2 separate regions of the Mus musculus genome follow, and region 2 is linked to region 1. A link is a contact called in public promoter capture Hi-C data. All regions are on one chromosome and are shown on one strand. Each heading gives the region's core, a stretch centred on a gene start, on an enhancer-like site or on the middle of the called end of the contact. The rest is flanking DNA. Distances are from core to core; before and after follow the strand shown.

Evidence for each region. Promoter capture Hi-C pulls out the DNA fragments that hold promoters and counts their contacts.
Region 2: a contact with region 1 is called in a promoter capture Hi-C map of hippocampal neurons, with 2.3 times the contacts expected there. The contact joins the promoter of Myh3 here to the enhancer-like site in region 1. A contact is called at or near these places in 16 of 39 promoter capture datasets (3T3-L1-derived adipocytes, HPC-7-derived erythroid cells, cranial neural crest and 10 more), 1 of 15 datasets of contacts at CTCF or cohesin (embryonic stem cells) and 4 of 484 Hi-C or Micro-C datasets (the G1E-ER4 cell line, cortical neurons, embryonic stem cells and 1 more).

What each region holds. Positions count from the first base shown.
Region 1 is chr11:65,837,849-65,840,445 of GRCm38.p6, reverse strand. The region is part of intron 67 of Dnah9 (dynein, axonemal, heavy chain 9); the gene reads left to right. Among named protein-coding and RNA genes, the nearest start is that of Zkscan6, 32 kb to the right of the region's middle. Within about 2 kb of position 1,310, at least 17 of the 459 cell types and tissues checked have an H3K27ac peak or open chromatin away from gene starts, as enhancers often do. A contact at or near this core is called in hippocampal neurons, where this site is marked.
Region 2 is chr11:67,076,991-67,079,587 of GRCm38.p6, reverse strand. Myh3 (myosin, heavy polypeptide 3, skeletal muscle, embryonic) reads right to left here and starts at 1,288. Exons shown (of 41, transcript NM_001099635.1): 1 at 1,264-1,288; 2 at 439-449.

The sequences.
Region 1 (2,597 bases), core at 61-2,560:
TAGCAATTATCTTGAGTGGGTTTGCTGCAGTCATAGCCTATTGAAGCCGTGCAATTTGGCGCAGGCTGTTTACCCATTTGACTTCCAATTTGTTCAGTCATTTTTCTTCTAAGAACTTTCACTGTGCCTCTGTGTAGTCAATCATGAAGAATGCCTGAGTAGAGATTGGGAGGCAGTGTGGAGTTTCTCTCCCTTCAGTCTAGCTCCCATGATGTTGACTGATGGGCTCTGTGGGCAGAACTCAGCACTCTGTGGGGAAGGATTCAAAGATACTGACATGGAGTCATCCCTGCAGGATAATCCAATAGAAGGTTCGTAAAGAAAAGCTAGAGGAGGAAGCAGGAAAAGGTCCATAGATCAGAGAAAGAACAGTGAGGCCTTTGAGGAAAGGTGAACAGGCACATTTAAGGACAAAATGACAAGGTTGCTAGAGACCAGAGCAGAGGAGCTGAGAGTCCACCTGCTGCGCCAGAAGCAAACATTTCACCCAGAGAAGCAACAGCATATGGTGAACTTCTAGCATGTGATGGAAGAACCACGTAGAAGTAGTAAGCAACCTGTATGACCTGGAAGGTATTTTCTAATCAGGATCCTCTTGGGAAACAGTTTCATGAGGATGGTCCCCAGAGTGGCCTGGCCATCAGACTCATATAACACACTCTCCCATCTCCATCTGTATCACCAGTCTGGTTGTCTGCCCTGACGACTTCAAGGTGAGGCCTTGTAAGCAGCATCAGATGACCCTGGAGATGAGTGCAGCTTCCATGGAGGAGGAAGGGCAGAGAATGCCCTCCATGACAAAAAAAAAAAAAAAGCAGAGGTCAGAGCAGGGAGAGCCTTTAGGCTCAGAGCAGAAGGGAGCAGCAGAGGAAAGAGACCCCCAAAGGACAGCTGCAACAGTACGGCCTCCCAGAGGGGTGTGTACCAGAACCTGCTAGATGGACCACTGGAAGTCTGCTTCTAAGCTAAGCATGGGCTTAGGTGACCTGACAATCTAGCAGAGACAGGAAGAGCCAATGCTGCTGCCCTTCCCCTCCTCCGCAGTCACTTCACAATTTGAAGCTGATGTTGGCTCAGTGTAGGAAAAAAGTGGGCGGGCGTCTCCAGTCTCCCAGCACATAAGACAAGCCAACTGCCATCCCAAATGAGGCATCACAGTCACAAAACGCCCGGCCTTTAGAGTTAATCACCAAACACCCTCAGCCTTATGATAAAAACATTTGTGTTCCCAGTAAATCAGAACCGACTGGCTGTAAGACCACGTGGGCCCGGAAAGTCCTAGCTGAGCTATGAGATACAGCCCTGAAGGTCTGTAGCAGCTCAAAGCACACAGATGGTGGGGGTGGAGGAAGAAATCTGGGGAAAAGCCAGCTGGCCACCGACATGTCCCTCAGAGAGGATTTCTCTTGGGAATTCACCAATGTCAGACATCTGGCTCTCAGTCTTCCTAGGTGTCCTGATTCCCATTAGCCAGATGCACAAAAGCTTGATCTACAAAATTCCTAAATGCTGATTCTTTTTTTTTTAACCATTATAACTAGTAATTTTCAAAGGAGCATATTCTGATAAAAAGAAGACTAGAAAATTCTCTTCCTACAGAGGTACAAGTGAGAATCCAAATTTTTAGACTTGACCAATAGAATACAGTAGATACTAATGTAAGTGACATATCAGATTTCAAAGATAAAAGACCAAAAACTGTAAAATGTGTCATTAATAATTTGATTATTTATCCAAATATTTGATATTTTAGGTATATTGCATTAAAAGAAACATTCGGAAAATTAGACTCACCTCTTTCACATTTTGAAACAGCTGCCAGAAAAATCTTGGAATCCCCATGAGTCTCATTTCCCTTGGCTAGCCTGGCACCAGGGCATGTCTGGAACTTCTCATTGTTCAAATAATTGATGACCTTAATTTTTTTCCCCTGTGTTTTATTTTTTCTAAGTCTGTGCACTTGTTCAAATGCATAGGCTGGCTGGCTGATGTTGGGTCTTCAGTCCTGCACATTGTTGACTTCAGATCAAGTTGGGAGGAGCACCTTGTTCTGAGCCTTTGATCATCACCCCTGGGCACGTGCCTAGGCCTGATGACTTTGGCTAGCTCGTTCTCTACCAGAGATTCAGATGAGCCGGACAGTGGACCACCTCCGTCTGGAAGCCACCGTGGAAGATGTGGGACCCTTATCATTCTATTTCCTCCCCATCTCCTGTTTCCTGGTGACTTGTGTAAATGAAAGCCAGGCCCAGAGAGGATGATGTGTCTATAGGTCTACCATCCCAGCCCTTGAGAGGCAAGATTACAAATTCAAGGCCAGTCTGAGCTATGGAATGGAACTCTATTCCTAAACACTACGGAGAGGAGAGATCCTTCAGGGATGCAGTGCTTCCCTAGAATGTGTGAAAGCATCAGGCTCAAAACCCAGGATGGCGTGGGGATGGGGTGAGGGAAAGCTAGCTTCAAAGACCATTTTCCTGAGAAGAATGGATAGGGAGCTGGCCATGAGCCCTCAGATAGAGGGGGCATGAAGCCCTGAAGAGAAGTGTCATTGCCAGCCTGTCCTCTTTGGATTAAATGCTTCTGCTGCCGTGTGA
Region 2 (2,597 bases), core at 39-2,538, 1.2 Mb before region 1:
AAAGGTAAAAGAATTCCTTAAAGAGAGAATACTAAGCAGAAAATGGCAGAGACAGCTTTGAACTGTTTTGAATCGACATGGTTTCTGCCTCCCATGCTAAGAATAGACTGAAGGCCAGGCATGGTGGTCTATGCCTTTAGTCCCAGAACTTCGGAGGCTGCGACAGGTGGATCTCTGTGAGTCTGAAGCCAGCCTGGTCTACCTAGAGAGTTCAATGCCATCTGGGGCTACACAGTGAGATCCTGTCTCAAAAAACAAAGGAACAACAAACCACCATAGAGAATAGATGGGAACCTCTAGCCGCACCCCTGAGGATGAAGCCTGCACTTCTCCGTTAAGCTCTGTAACTCCTCGGGGGCACAGGCATGAGGGGGCAATGGGTGATCTGGGTTTACCTGAAGACTTCCTGAAGCTCTGGGATGTGGCCCCAATGCTCACCTGAGTCACACCTGCAGGACAGCAGAGAGCAGCAGCAGTTGTGGACGTATGGGACCTGCAAGAGCATGCACACAGAGTTTAGTGGCCACCGTGATGTCTGCTTCTGTGACGAACCAGACCTTGGTGAGGCTCAACTAAGACACACAAAGGACTAGACAGTCAGAAAGATCCTTAGCTCTGAGGCAAGCCCTAGGACTGCAGACAGATCATAGTCTACAGCTAGGCATAACTACCAACTGCCTGGCAGGTTGGCTCCTCCAGCCCACTCTGACAATTTCTTCAGACTGCAAGATCCTTCATTGTGAACAGGGCAGGGATTCTAAATGGACTGAGTCCCTGCCAATAAAAGCTTCTGTTAGCGGGTGGGGACAGGCCTCCTGGTTATCTGAAAATGGAGACGATGCTGAGATTGGCTAATTTAAACCTGTTAAGCAAACATGTAGTCTTGAGGCCACTAAACACCCAGCAGGTATAGCGTCCAGGTAGGAAACACAGAGTCCCCTGTTCATTCTGTGGATCAGAGAGGCAACAGGAGAACATGGAGCCATGGTGGACAGGCCCATGCCTGTCCAACAGGATCCTTCCCAAGCAGAGAAAAGAAAGGGTGGGCAGGACCCCAGCTTCGATGATCTGCTAGAGGCAGTGGGATGCTGGGCTCTTGGGTCTCGCATCTCACTCTACTGTATTCCTTGAGAACGCCTTGAGAAGAGAAAAGAGGCTTGCCTGCTATAACAAAGCCAGGGAGGGCCACAGTCCAGGGCAGTGGCCGAATCAGGTCTAGAAGCAGTAAATGCCACAGAGATACTAGGAAAGTGTAAGACTTACCTCTGACTGTGACAGAGAGAAGCATAGAGGAGAGCTGCCCCCTGGGCTTTTATAGGCCACCACTAACCCCCTGGGCTCATTCTTCCTCTATATTTGGAAAGAGAATGACTGACACCACAGGCTGAGAACTGGCCCCCTCCACACGTATTTTTCGCCGTTGCCAAGGGAAAAGTATATATAGAAATGAGCAGGGTCCGAAACCATTTTTTCCAACTGTAGAAAGCTGGGAATTTGAGATGCCTTGCTCTGTGAACTCAGGGCTGTAGCTTCTCCACCTAGCACAATGGGATCTCCTTTGCTTTAGGAGCCCCTACCTGGCTCCATCCTGCAGGCCATCCCACCCTGAAATCAGCTGAAGCCACTACCACTTGGGAACAGGGGACACACAGTTGTGCTATTTGCTTAGAAAGCTCATCGAAGATAAAGTAGAATTGAACTTGTTGAAGTCCCCTCACGGTTATGAGCCAAACTCTGTAAAACTTGTGCAGTTGGATTATAGTTTTTTTTTTCTCCTTCTCCATCTCTCTCCTTCCCCTCATTACTTTCTGTCTCATTACTATAATTATTTACTTAATCCTTTCTTAAGCACTAGCAGGACCAACAAGCAAGTAAATGACAGGGAGCTATGCCACCAGCCCATGTTCACAGTGACAGCTGCTTAGGGGCCTGTGGTTATCAAGACATATTACCAATTAGGAAAGGCCAGCTGCCAGCCTAGATAGGGGGCGAGGGGAACGGTAGTGGCCTGAAGAGAAAGGGGGGATGGGTATCGCCTAACAGATGCTGTCATTTCTAAATCAGGACTGGAAAATTAAACCTTAACAAGAGAATTAAGGTACAGTTGACATTTTTGTCCATTTCCATTCCTCTCTTTCCTGGTCCAGTCTTTGTGGTGAGGGTCTGAGTTGTATGGGGTCATGGTTGTTCATTTAATAGAGAACTTCATGCCAATACATCCCATTTGAGAATATGGACTGTCCTCTTACAGCCTACCCATACACTGGTAAGGGAAGAAGGGAGAAAGCAGGACCAAAGTCTTCATAGGGACCATTATTTTTTTCGAGACAGGGTTTCTCTGTGTATCCCTGGCTGTCCTGGAACTCACTTTGTAGACCAGGCTGACCTCGAACTCAGAAATCTGCCTGCCTCTGCCTCCCAAGTACTGGGATTAAAGGCATGCACCACCACCGCCCGGCCATAGGGACCATTATTAAACATCCTCTGTATGTTCTTTCCTATTGAGGACTCTTCAAAAAGGCAGAGTGGAATCGGAAGATAGTCTTTCCCCAACATAAACCATTTTGTGGGCAATGAGTCATACAGCCTTCACACAT